Regions from separate parts of the Mus musculus genome. Here region 2 is linked to region 1. Evidence: chromatin contacts called from public Hi-C data. All regions are on one chromosome and are shown on one strand. Each heading gives the region's core, a stretch centred on a gene start, on an enhancer-like site or on the middle of the called end of the contact. The rest is flanking DNA. Distances are from core to core; before and after follow the strand shown. Region 1 has its middle 17 kb from the start of Gm29864. Region 2 overlaps Hpcal1 (hippocalcin-like 1).

What was found. A called contact is a pair of places that touch in the nucleus more often than the background predicts.
Region 2: a Hi-C map of bone marrow-derived macrophages shows a contact between it and region 1, with 2.6 times the contacts expected there. The contact joins two enhancer-like sites. A contact is called at or near these places in 1 of 15 datasets of contacts at CTCF or cohesin (CD8 T cells), 64 of 484 Hi-C or Micro-C datasets (the AML12 cell line, B cells, the C2C12 cell line and 38 more), 7 of 115 datasets of contacts at active chromatin or transcription factors (CD8 T cells, bone marrow-derived dendritic cells, bone marrow-derived macrophages and 3 more) and 2 of 9 other capture datasets (liver and macrophages).

The regions. Positions count from the first base shown.
Region 1 is chr12:17,654,751-17,660,857 of GRCm38.p6, reverse strand. No RefSeq gene overlaps it. Among named protein-coding and RNA genes, the nearest start is that of Gm29864, 17 kb to the left of the region's middle. Within about 2 kb of position 2,872, at least 32 of the 459 cell types and tissues checked have an H3K27ac peak or open chromatin away from gene starts, as enhancers often do. A contact at or near this core is called in bone marrow-derived macrophages and macrophages, where this site is marked.
Region 2 is chr12:17,773,711-17,779,817 of GRCm38.p6, reverse strand. The region is part of intron 2 of Hpcal1 (hippocalcin-like 1); the gene reads right to left. Among named protein-coding and RNA genes, the nearest start is that of Gm40312, 38 kb to the left of the region's middle. Within about 2 kb of position 2,632, at least 10 of the 459 cell types and tissues checked have an H3K27ac peak or open chromatin away from gene starts, as enhancers often do. A contact at or near this core is called in bone marrow-derived macrophages and macrophages, where this site is marked.

The DNA.
Region 1 (6,107 bases), core at 1,623-4,122:
TGCACTATCTTATGTGGAGGGAAACAGAGGTTAGGAGAAACTGCAAGGTTTCAATACAGACAGAGCACAGTTCTGCAAATTTTAAAAAAGATTTATTTATTGTGCATTGATGTTTTGCCTATATGTATGTCTGTGTAAGAGTGTTAGATCCCCTGGAACTAAAGTTACAAACAGTTGTGAGCTGCCATGTGGGTGTTGGGAATTGAACCTGGGTCCTATGGAAGAACAGTCCCGGATCTTAATCATTGAGCTGTCTCTCCAGCCCTGGTAGCTGGAATACCCAGATTTCTCAGAAATCCAGAAAGGGTATTTTCAAAGATAACTGACCTTCATGAGAAAGGACCCCAAGGAACCAGCCCTGGTCGGAGTAGGTCATGTTCACAGGTCAATGATTCCGAAGTCTATGGTAACTCTGGGTCTTCTAGAACCTATGGCATCTACAGGGTTTCCTCATGAAGTTGCCAGATATGAATTGGAAACTTCTAGAACGTTCAGAGTTTTCAAGAGAGGGCAAAGGAAATCAAGACCAGATACCCAGGCAATCTTCTTGATAATTCTAAGTCACTAAGCAAATCCACAGAGAAAGGGTCCATTTGCTGACCTGGAACTTCATCCCAGGATGGCCCAGGTGGGTAAAGGGTAAAGGGGAGAGGTGACATGTGACATAGAAAGACCACAATCACAGGAATACACTGTATGCATGCATGAACACAGAGGGGAGAGAGATGGAGGGAGGGAGGGAGAGATAAGGAAGAGAGAGATTTCTACTGTTACCCAAAATAGTTTCTGAAAGTCCTTTATCTATGATTTGCTATGAAAATCTATTTTACAAATGACACTACATATTTAGAAACAAGGCAGAGGGGCCCCAGGCTACAGGGAACACTTACAGACACCAGAGAGACATTGTTTCTTTCCCAGCATCCTTTGCTAACAGATATGAAGAACAAGCATAATTTCTATGTTCAAACGTACCTGGATGCCTTGTGCAAATGGATACAAAAAATAGTGTAGTGTGTTTGCCTAAAGCAGGAAGCAAGGACACTTGTGGGTGTCAGGCAGGTCACAGGGAACCCCTTAGTGCCCCCCCCCCATTCAGGAATCTCTGCCACCAGGGCTGCTGAGTGAAAATGAGAGAAACATTTTATTAAGCCATTCAAGATCAGCGCCAAGCACACCATCAAGCTCTGAGCCTGCCCAGTCACACCCAGGCAGAGGGTGGATGGGCTGGCTGTTCATGGTAGTAATAAAGAGTCCAGCCTCATCATATGCAATACCCATTAAAGAAACACAGCTAGAACTAAGCCTACTAGCTCCACCTAGACCTTTTCTTTGAACTGCAGGCAGACGAGAACCCCCAGGACCTGGCCAAGAACAGACTGCAGCTAATATGAAGATATGGCTCCATCCTGTAAGTTCTCAAAATTGTAAGAGGTCAGCCTACCCGCCAATGACTATACTATACTGAACTCCTCCCACCTTTAGCTCTGGCTCCAAAGTCAGCTGCCACAGCTCAGAGGCCTGTGGCAGTGGAGTAGGCCTGTAGGTAGGGGAAGGGAAGGGCAGGATGTTTTTGTCTTCAGGGTAGGGATCTGGGTTCCTGACCCTTCATTAGTTTTTTGTACAGTATATCTCCCTCCCCCTTCCCCAAACCACCCCTCAGATCCCCTACCCCCACCCCCAGTCGCACCCCTACCCACCCTACAGAAGAATAACTGACACCAAAGGTACCTGAGTGGAGAGTTCTGAGGCCCGTGAATGTTCCTTACTTGGAAAAAAACCTATGCAATGGTGACCAAATCAAGGATGCTGTGATGGAGAGATTATCGGGGTGGGCAGAGTGTGTACCCCCATGCGGGAGAACAAGAAGACTGTACCAGAGAGAAGGCTTGAAGATGCTTGCATGTGCTTTGGAGTCAATGAAGGAGAAGCTTGTGAGCCAAGAGCCATAGAAACGAATGCACCACCGGTGCCTCCTGCCATGATTAACTGCATCCCCAAAGTTCCTGTGCAGGATTCTATGTCAAGCCCAGCAACATGGCAGCAAAGTAGACAAATGGGTGAGAGCAGGAGGCAGGAAACCACTGAAGATCCATGAAAGGCAAGCCAGTTGACCCCTGCGACCACAGAGTTCAGGATGTCAGGGCCTGAGAGGGCAAGGTCTTGTTCATTTGGAGAGTACAACATCCTGACACTTCGGAAGTTCTGTGACAGCAGTCAGCCTTCTGAGTAATGTCCTGGCCCTAGAGACACCGCCCCCCCCCCAAAAAAAAACCCTGCTGAACACAAGTGGTGTCATTCCCTCACACCCCTCCCTTCCTGCTGACCACAGAAAGCTCAAACCTTTGGGAAACAAGAGTGCCTCCCTACACTTCCTCAGAACTCAAGGCCAGCAGTGTCTTCATGCCCCTGAGGGCTCTTGATTCCACAGCACTTTGATGGTAGCCTCAAGCCACTGGTTAGCCTGACCCTGGAACCTGAGTAAAACCACATTAGACCCACCTGCAACTGGACCCTCCCTCAGCTGGCTTGGAGTTAGAGCCCCTCCTTGCCAACCTTTCCCCAAGTCTTGTGGTCCTTCAGTAACCAGCCAGAGGTTTAAACAAGGCCAAACACAAACGTCAGAGGATATATGAAATCCATATTTTTGGAGGAGGAACCTGTTTTCTGAAATAGTTTGTAACATTTAAACAGTAGAATCTGCAGGTAGAAGGATGTTTACAACAAATGCCGGCATGATGAAAAGGCAGAGTGGTTTAGATCTCACTTAGATGAGTAATTTCTTGATGCTTTTGGCCTTCCTACTAAGGGCTGAATACCAGCAGTCACATGCTTGATAGAATGCGTAAAGAAACAGGAAACAGAAAACACGGGTGAACTGGAGTCCAGACCAACCCTGCCCTCCCCAGCTCTAATGTGAGGTGCTCACGCCTAATGTGAATCCTGCCAGCAGCTTCCTGTTCAATCAAAAAGTAAGCATGAGGCTTTCAATCCCAGCACTTGGGAGGCAGAGGCAGGTGGTTCTCTGTGAATTCAAGACCAGTCTGGTTGACATAGCAAATTCTAGGTCAGTCAGAGGCATATACAGTGATGCCTTTTCTCAAACAAACAACATAAATAGGTTTGAGGAAGTGGGTAAAGCGCTTGCGACAAATGGGCGCCTAAGTTTGGATCCCAGCAAGGAAGTGAAAGGCCTGCTGTGGGAGATTATGCCTGTAACCCCAGGATCCCAGCACTGGGGAGGCAGAGGCAGGAGGACCTCTGGGGTTCACTGGCCAGTCATTGTAGCCAAATTGGAGAGATCCAGGTTTAGTGATAGAACTTGTCTTAAGACACTAAGATGGAGAGACCATAGAGGAAAACACCTGTCCTAGTTTCCTTCTTGCTGGGGACAGAAGAGTTCATCTCATCTTCAACTTCCAGGTCACAGGGAAGTCAGGTCAGGAACCTGTTGCAGAAACTATGGAGGAACGCTACTTGCTGGCTAACTCAGATTCTTGCTTAGGTAGCTTTCTTATACAACCCAACATTACCTGCCTAGGGATGGTACTGCCCGTGGTGGTGGTGGGCTGGCTCCTACACCAATTAGTAATCAATCTCCACAGGCCAATCTGCTCTAGGCAATTCCTCAACTGAGACTCTCCTGTCAGTCAACTGTTGACTGTTTAATTTACAATTAAAGCTAATTTAAGTTAAAGCAAAGTTACAATTAAAGCTAATCCTAACCTCAAATTCCTCTCTCACACATTCAAGTACATGTGAATATATGTGAACATGTGTACATCCAACACACACACACAAACAAACAAACAAACAAACAAACAAAGAACAAATAGATTTAATGAAAGAACAGCCTTCATTCAAGATAAAAATGTCAGCTGCCCACCTTCTATGTCCTAGGCTCAGGGACATGCCTTTAACCTGACCCAGACTTCCAGGCCCTTGAGTTTTATTGCTTCAGTGGTCTCAGAGAGGGGTCTGCTAAAGGAGCTCTACTCAGGTCACTCCTCTGATCCCTGTACCCTTGGACATGAATTTTCAGTCTCCAGAATGAGGTTGTGTTCTTGGTTCAAGGCTCCAAAGAGGGCCCCTTCACATAGGTTTTTTTTTTTTTTTTTAACACTGCTCTCAAACCTCTCTGGCTTCAGATTCATGAAGACATCATATCTACATTTGAAAAAACCTAGTGGGGAAACCCCCACTCAAGCCCCAAGTCGACGCACACCCAAAGAATCACAAGAAACCGTCTTGATGCAAACATGAGAGGTAGTTTAATGACAGAGCTCCGGGCCAACACGTATCTCACACAGGAGACAGGGGTGTCGACCCCGAGGCTCAGAAGCTAGGGGTTTATATAGGAAAATAGTGGGGGTAGGGGAAGAATTGGCGTGGCTTCACACAATTGGACAGTTTAAACATCAGCAAACTGTACGTTCAGAGCGAGGTAACAGCAGAGCATCTGGTTAACATTTAACTCATGTCAGAAGGGCGGGAGATAGGAAGGCGCCGGGCCAGTCCGGACATTCTTGTATGTCTTCCCCATCTTTATGGCTAGTTGGTTCCTGGGATGACTTTACAGCCTTTGTTCTTTGCTCTAGGCCCAAAAAGCCCTCCTAACTAGCAAGCCACATGAGTCATGGACCTTGAATTTTAATTTTCTTTCACAGTCTCATACATCATCTCCACAGACTCACCCATCACCTCCACAGTTTCACCCATCACTGCCACAGACTCATCCATCACCTTCACAGACTCATCCATCTCTTCCACACTCATCCATTGCTTCCACAGACTTCATGTTTTTTTAATTTTCCCCACTTTGGTTCTCTCAAAGCAAGACCTAGTATGACTCAAACTGGAAGCTGACTACTAAAGCCATTAACATTAACCTTTCTCTCTTGAGCACATTTTCCAGGCTTCCTTGCAGTTCTGTGTGGACCTGAGACCAAAGGAGCTTAGGAAAATTGAGCAGAGTATTTACTGCTCTTCGATGACTATATACCATAAACATCATCCCCTATTCCTCCATTCCTTCTAGCTTTTTCTTTCTAATGGGTGAACTTGGGAGATACCTTTTAAATAGATAGTACCACAAGATGCAAGAAACAAAGGCAGGGGAATGTGGCTCAATGGTAGATTTGCTTGCCTATTATGTACAAAGCCCTGGGTTCGCTCCTTAATACTTTAAGAAAACAATAAAACAAAATTTAAAAAGCAACCTTTGATTGTTAATCTCAACTGTCAACTTCATGAGATCTAGAATCACCTGGGAGATGGATCTCTGGGTATGGGATCTATGGGGGATTATCTTGTTTAGATTAATGGAGGTGAGAATATCTACCCACTGTGGGCAGCACCATTCCCTGGGCTAGGATCCTGGATTGCATAAAAAAAAAAGAGAGATGGCTGGTATACATCCACTGCTCTCTTCTTCCTGGCTTGGGACCTGAGGAGTCCTGCTGGCAAGTTGAGAGGACCCTCTCTTGTTGTCTTGGTTTTTTCATCCTAGCTGTAAATGCTTCGTAAATATAGGATTTCCACAATAAGTTCATTTACAAAGAAATGTCCAGTACTGTCTGATTTTACCAGAGAAGTCTTAGAATCCTACCACCAAAGCCCATTTTTATTTGGAAAATCTAAAATAAAATAAGAGGGTGTTGGCCTCAGACCTGAGTGGTCTGTTTCCCTCCCATCACATTTGCTTTTTGAGGCACTCCAGGTTTTGATCAATAAACCCCAGGTCTGTATTCTCAGCAGAGTGCAGGCCATAGAGATTTTACTACAAAATCAACAAGAATGTCTCCAGGCAATTGGAGGGCTGTGAAAAGAAAATGTCAAAAAGAACTATAGGAAGAGGGGACAGGGAATCCGGGAAATGGAAGAGAGGTGGGTGTGCTTCACCAACAGGGACATATTACGCAGGGCTTCACGGAAACGGATCCAGTTTAAAAGGTGATAATTTGTTCCACTGTGATCACAGGACTTAAGGCGGATGAAAGCTCTTTATGCTCCTAGAGAAATTTAATAGAGCAATAACAGCTTTAATGACACCCCTCTCCACACTGCCTCCCCCCATCTCTGGGTGTCAGACTGTCAAAATGTGCTCA
Region 2 (6,107 bases), core at 1,383-3,882, 120 kb before region 1:
AGCTGCTGGCCAATAAAGTGGCTGTCAAAGCCATGATCTCTTAATGCTCACTTTCATGAACCTGCTAAGTGGAGCCCACAAATGCTGGCGGCCTCATAGATGCTTCCTGGCACTTGCCTGTAGATGCCTAACAGAGACCTGGATAAAATATTTAATACAAGGGACCTCATTTTAGCTCTTCTGGAAGCACTGAGACAGTAGCAAAGATGTGTGACAGGCTCAGTGGTACATACCCCTTTACCCCTCTGTCATTCATTAAGCAACCGAGCCAGCCTTAGTGATGTTTAGCTGTCTGGGAAAACACCTGGCAAAAAAAGAATGCTTATGCAGGGACAGAAAAATCACTGTGCCTGCTCCCCTGAAGAAATACCTACCTAGCATCAGACTAACCCAGGCTTCATTGATCAGACAGCCCTACTTTCATCTTCTTAGGGGGCGAGGAATGAGGGTCCCTGGGGATCACACAGCCACCTCCCACTTCATATTTTAGCAGGGATAAGATCTGACAGACAACAGCCTCCGAGCATGGAGGACATGTGACTTCTCAGTAATGGGAATTGGGGGAGGGAGCTAACAGCTCCTAAGCCTCCTCCCAGGGTCTTATTGTCCTTAACACACTGAATTGTAAATTAAGGAAAGACCAAACAAGTAGCTGGGAAGCTCTGTGGAAATATTTAACCCGAGCTTGGTACTGTGAGTAAAAAGCTTTGCTAACAGCACAGTTGTGCTGTCGCTGGGAAAGGCCCTTGGGAGCTCCAATGTCCCATTAACCAAAGCTCAGTGCTGGCTAGGAACACGCATGGTACAGTTCATCCCACCACGCAGCAATCTCATCAGTCAGACTGCCAAACCTCAAGGACTGCTAGACATAGAAAGAAGGTGGTGGGAGACGTGGGTACCAAATCCCTATGAAGTCCTGGACTCAGGAGAGACTGGGTGCATCCTCTGTGAAGTTGAACTTCAACAGGCCATCTGGACTTGGCTGATGGAGAGCCTGTTCCATGTCAGGTGGAACAGAAGGTGGCAGGGGGAAATCAGCCTCAACTGTGCTCTTCCTTACAGTGACCAGCAGAATATTATTGTTCCTCCTCCTCCCCCTCCTCCTCTACCTTCCCCCCCCCCCTCCTCCTCCCCCGCTCCTCCTCCTTCTTGCTGTAGGTGAAACTCAAACAGCCTTAGCCTCCACTTCAGTGCAGCCCTCTGCAGAATGGCCATTAGCTGCAGGAGATGCACCTGGAGCCACCCAAGCTGCACTAAGGATGGACGGACACTAGAGGGCGAAGACTGGCACATTCCCTAGCCCTCCAGGGACACCCCTTTCAATTTCTAAACTAGTCAAGAAAGCATAGTAGGTCTAAACCAGAGCTTCTCAATGAGTGGGTCCCAGCTCCTTAGGGATTGCAGGACCCTTCATAGGGGTTGCCTAACACTATTGGAAAACACATATATTTACATTAAGATTTGTAATGGTAACAAAATTTATAGTTATAAAGTAGCAAAAAAAATAATTTCATGGTTGCGGGTCACCATGACATGAGGAACTGTATTAAAGGGTCGCAGCATTAGAAGACTGAAAAATACTAGTCTAAATTCAAGTAAGTCCTTAGGGTAAAATATATAGGATTTGGGCCCATTTGGAATACAATGGGTTAGAACCAACAGGCTGTGGACATTGTTCACCCCATTTCTCTTTCCTCTTCCCATGTGGTTGTAAGAAAATATCATATTATATATGAACGTAGCTGTCATCGTATTTCTGTGGACAGCACTGGGCAGTACCAAGGACTCTGGAGCTGATGCCACCACACAGGGATCCTATTCACAGCAATTAGCATCCTATGGCATCCGGTGATCACTTTACTCACTGATACAGGGAGTGAGAGATAATGAGTTCCCATCCCACAGTCCTCCTCAGGTCCACAGACCTAGGCTGCAGTGATACTTGGACCTCTCTGGAGAAGCCAGCCTGACCCCAGCCATGGAGGCTGAAGGCTACAGTGAGAGAGGTACCCTCCTCTTCTGAGTGGGACAACACACAGCTACACAGTGAGATCTATGGGAGGGAGGATAGGGTATTACTGGGTACCAGCATGCAACCTCAGCCTGCCATCTGAGCCACAGTCCCATGTCAAGGCACTGTCACTGCAAACCCTTCCTGACTCCCAAGCTACACCCCAAGAGCTCAAACTCCCAACTCCCCAGAGCATCAATGACTGTTTTGTTGTTCTTGTTGTTGTTGTTGTTGTTTTATAAAGGCAGCAGAGCGATTGAAATGACTCCCTGGGTAAAGGCACCAGGCACCAAGCCTGATGACTTGAGTTTAAGCCTGAGAACTCACGTGGTAGGAGGAGAGAACTGAATCCCAGAGGCTGTGTCCTCTGACGTACATTCACTGGATCACTTGCCCATCACACACAAATTAATCCATATGCATAAAACTTAAGCAACAAGGTAAAAGTGCAATGTAAAAGGAGAAAGAGGGGCAGCTGGCAAGACTGCACGGAAAGCCCCACCCTGCACTGCCAGACCTCTCTCCCTCTGCTCTTTCCCAAGCCCGAGAGGCCCCACAAGAGTTGGGGAACCAGAGGAGGTGGAGAAAAGAACAGGAAATCCCAAGAACTTTTTTCTTAACAGAAACTGCTACTATAACAGGAAGGGAGCCATGTGGGTGACTTCTCCTCACTAAGCTAGGCTCATCTGGGTCACACCCACTCCAGTCACCCAGGAAGCTCCTACTCACACCCTGCAGCCTGTTCAGACACAAACATCCCACCACTCCTTGGGGGCAGATTTCCCAGACTCCATGGCCACTCTCCCCAACATCCTGAATGGCATTTCTGACCTTCTGTTAAGACTTACACTTGTGGACATCACTACTGTGTTTTTTCCCCTCTTTGGACCCTGGTAAGTCTGTTTCAGCCCCAGGGTCTCTGCATCTGCAGTTCCTCCACCTCTCTGCCCTTCTTGCTGTCTGTTTCAGAGAGGGTCAGTCCTTGGGTGTATGTGCTTTCTCTTGGAAGAAACCTCTAGGATTAGCATCAATTCTCATCTACCTTCAGACTCTGGTCCTGCGTTGTTCAGAGCACTTCCTCAGATCAGACACTGAACTCCCTTTTCGTGTGTGTGTGTGTGTGTGTGTGTGTGTGTGTTACACACTATATTAGAGTTTTACTGCTGTGAACAGATACCATGACCAACCATGGCAACTCTTACAAAGGACAGCATTTCATTGGGGCTGGCTTACAGGTTCAGAGGTTCAGTCCATTATCATCAAGGAGGGAACATGGCATCATCCAGGCAGGCATGGCGCAGGAGGAACTGAGAGTTCTACGTCTTCATCTGAAAGCTGCTAGCAGAATACTGACTTCCAGGCAGCTAGGATAAGGGTCTTAAAGCTCACACCCACAGTGACATGCCTACTCTCACAAGGTCACACTTACTCTAACAGGGCCACACGTAATAGTGCCAATCCCTGGGCCAAGCATATACAAACCATCACACACACCCTCATGCACACACACATGTACCCTCATGCACACACACATGCACCTTTATACACATACACACAGGCATGCTTTCCCATGCAGGATATAGAGGTTGACATGAGAATGTTTTTTCCTTCTTTTTGCTTTCTTTACTCTGCTCTTCTCCCAAGACAGGGTTTCTCTCTGTAGCCCTGGCTATCCTGGAACTCACTCTGTAGACCAGGCTGGCCTCAAACTCACAGAGACCCACCTGCCTCTTTCCTGCGTGCTGGGGTTGAAGGTGTGTGCTACCACTGCCCAGATATCTTTTTCTTTTTAAAAAAGTTTTAAAATTTTCTATTGACATGTATGTCTGTATGTATGTATGCCACGTGCTTAGAGAGGCGGGAAGAAGTCAAGGCTCTGGAATTGAAGTTACTGGTGGCTCACAGAGCCAGATGTGTGTGCTGTTAACTGAATTCAGGTTCTCTGGAAGAGAGTACTTGTTCGTAAGCAGAGAGCCAGCTCTACAGGCCTCAGAGTCCTGCCCCTGTTTTTGAGTCAGGGCCTCTCTCTGAACCTAGAGAGTACTATTCACCATTTTGTCTAGACTAGACGGCCAGAATGACCCTAGAATTGGCTCCTGTTGTCTCTATCCCACAGTGCCAGGGTCACAGCAAACAAGGACATATGTGGCGCTTTACACAGGTGCTGGGGATCTGAACCCAGGTCCTTATGCTTACACACAGGGAGCACTCCACCTCTCAGACTGCGGCTTCCTGCATTTCTGCATTTAATACTTTGCCACCATGAACCCGCACAGTGCCCCAAAACAAGGCAGGGTACACACACTGTTTATAACTGTGAATCGGGGCTGCATGACATTTCAAAGACTCAGCATGAGGCCCAAGAGACTCTTCCTATCCTGAAGGCTCAAACACTTTGTGACCTCCAGGGTTAGGGACTCAGGAAGGAATGTGAGGGATGTGGGTGAATTAGTCTTCTAGAAAGCTCCATTCTGGCACAATAGTGACAGTAGAATAGGCACTCAGGAATGTGTCACACCAGGGGTATTCACTTGCCGGATGCTGATGTCCCTCCTTTTGGACAGCAATCTAGCTATGGGGTCCCAAGTAAGGCTTTTTGTTCCCTCCCATGAGGTCATTATCATCAAAGATGCTCATCACCAGACCAGACCTTTTACAGGCCCCTGCTTCTGTATGGGACCAGCAGGACATCTGGGCAGCCAGTTCCCAGCGGTGGATGGGGGAAAGCAAAAAGCAATGTGTGGGTGTGTGCCAGGGCCAGAGCTAAGGAGAACTCACTGCCCTGCAGCACACAACAGCTGCCCAATGAGGAAGTGATAGTATCCCCACAGGGACAGAGGTCAGCCAGCTAACATGGAGCACAACCAAGACGACCAACCCAAGCAGACTAGGAACTGGCAATGGGGATAGCTGGAAAGACATGAAAGACAGGGCAGATCCAGGCCCTCACGTTCCTCACCTAATGTCCAGCTTTATAGAAACCTTAGGGAATTAGCAAGTCAAAATATCAGGATACAATCGATGCTTGACTATACAGTAGAAGCTCAAGGCTGAGCCAGAGGGACAGACACCTGTGTTATACACTCTTCTTCCTGTGGGCTGAGTCCACACCTGTGGTTTTGAGACAGGGTCTCATGTATCCCAGGCTGGACACTGAACTCATTATGTAAAGGACGATGACCTTGAACTCCTGATCCTCCTGCCTCGATTTCCCAAGGGCTGGGGTTAGAGCCATGCACCACCACATGCATTTGTGGTGCACTTAGGGACAGACTTTAGACTTCGGTGAATCTTAGGCAAGCATTCTACCAACAGTCGTAGCCAACTCCAGCCTATCCTCCCTCCTCTCCCTCCCCCTCCCGTTTTCATGTGACACAGTCTTTTTTTTTTTTTGAAACAAGCTTTCTCTGTGTAGCCCTGGTTGTCCTGAAACTTGCTCTGTAGACAGGCTGACCTGGAACTCACACAGATCCATCTACCTCTGCCTCCTGAGTACTGGGATTAAAGGAGTGCCCCACCACCATCTGGCTATGATAGAGTCTTTCTATACAACCCAGGCCAGCCTTGAACTTAACACACTCCTCAGTCTGCTGAAATTACTGGAAGACAGTATGCTGTAAGTGTTCTTTTGAAGGATATGTAAGAAATTACTGCAAGCAGGTTAGGTTTAGAGGCCTCCAATTTGTTCCCCCAGTCCCTCTACAGATGGACGTCTTGTGCAGTCACTTGTAGTGGGATGGATTCAGCCTGGGCTTCTCTGCCTTGCTGCTCAGCACCCAGGCTCAGGTTGGCACGTTGGCCACCGGCTGGATGCAGCAGGTTCTTTGGGGTTCCTGAGCCAGCTATGGAATGACTCACACATGGGCTCCTCCTGATTGGCTGGGACTATGTTCTGATGCTGCAGGCCAAGAAGCCAGCAATGGCCTTTCCCCAGTGGATAGGGGAAATGGCACGGGGCCTCTAGGACTGGCTCTGCATGGTCAATGACTCAGGCTGCCCTGGCCAGTGGCCAGCACCCAACACTCCTGGGAGGGTCCAGCAGTAACCCAGGGGTGCTGAGCCAGGCCTCGCAAAGAGCAGGGTAGAATATCTCTCA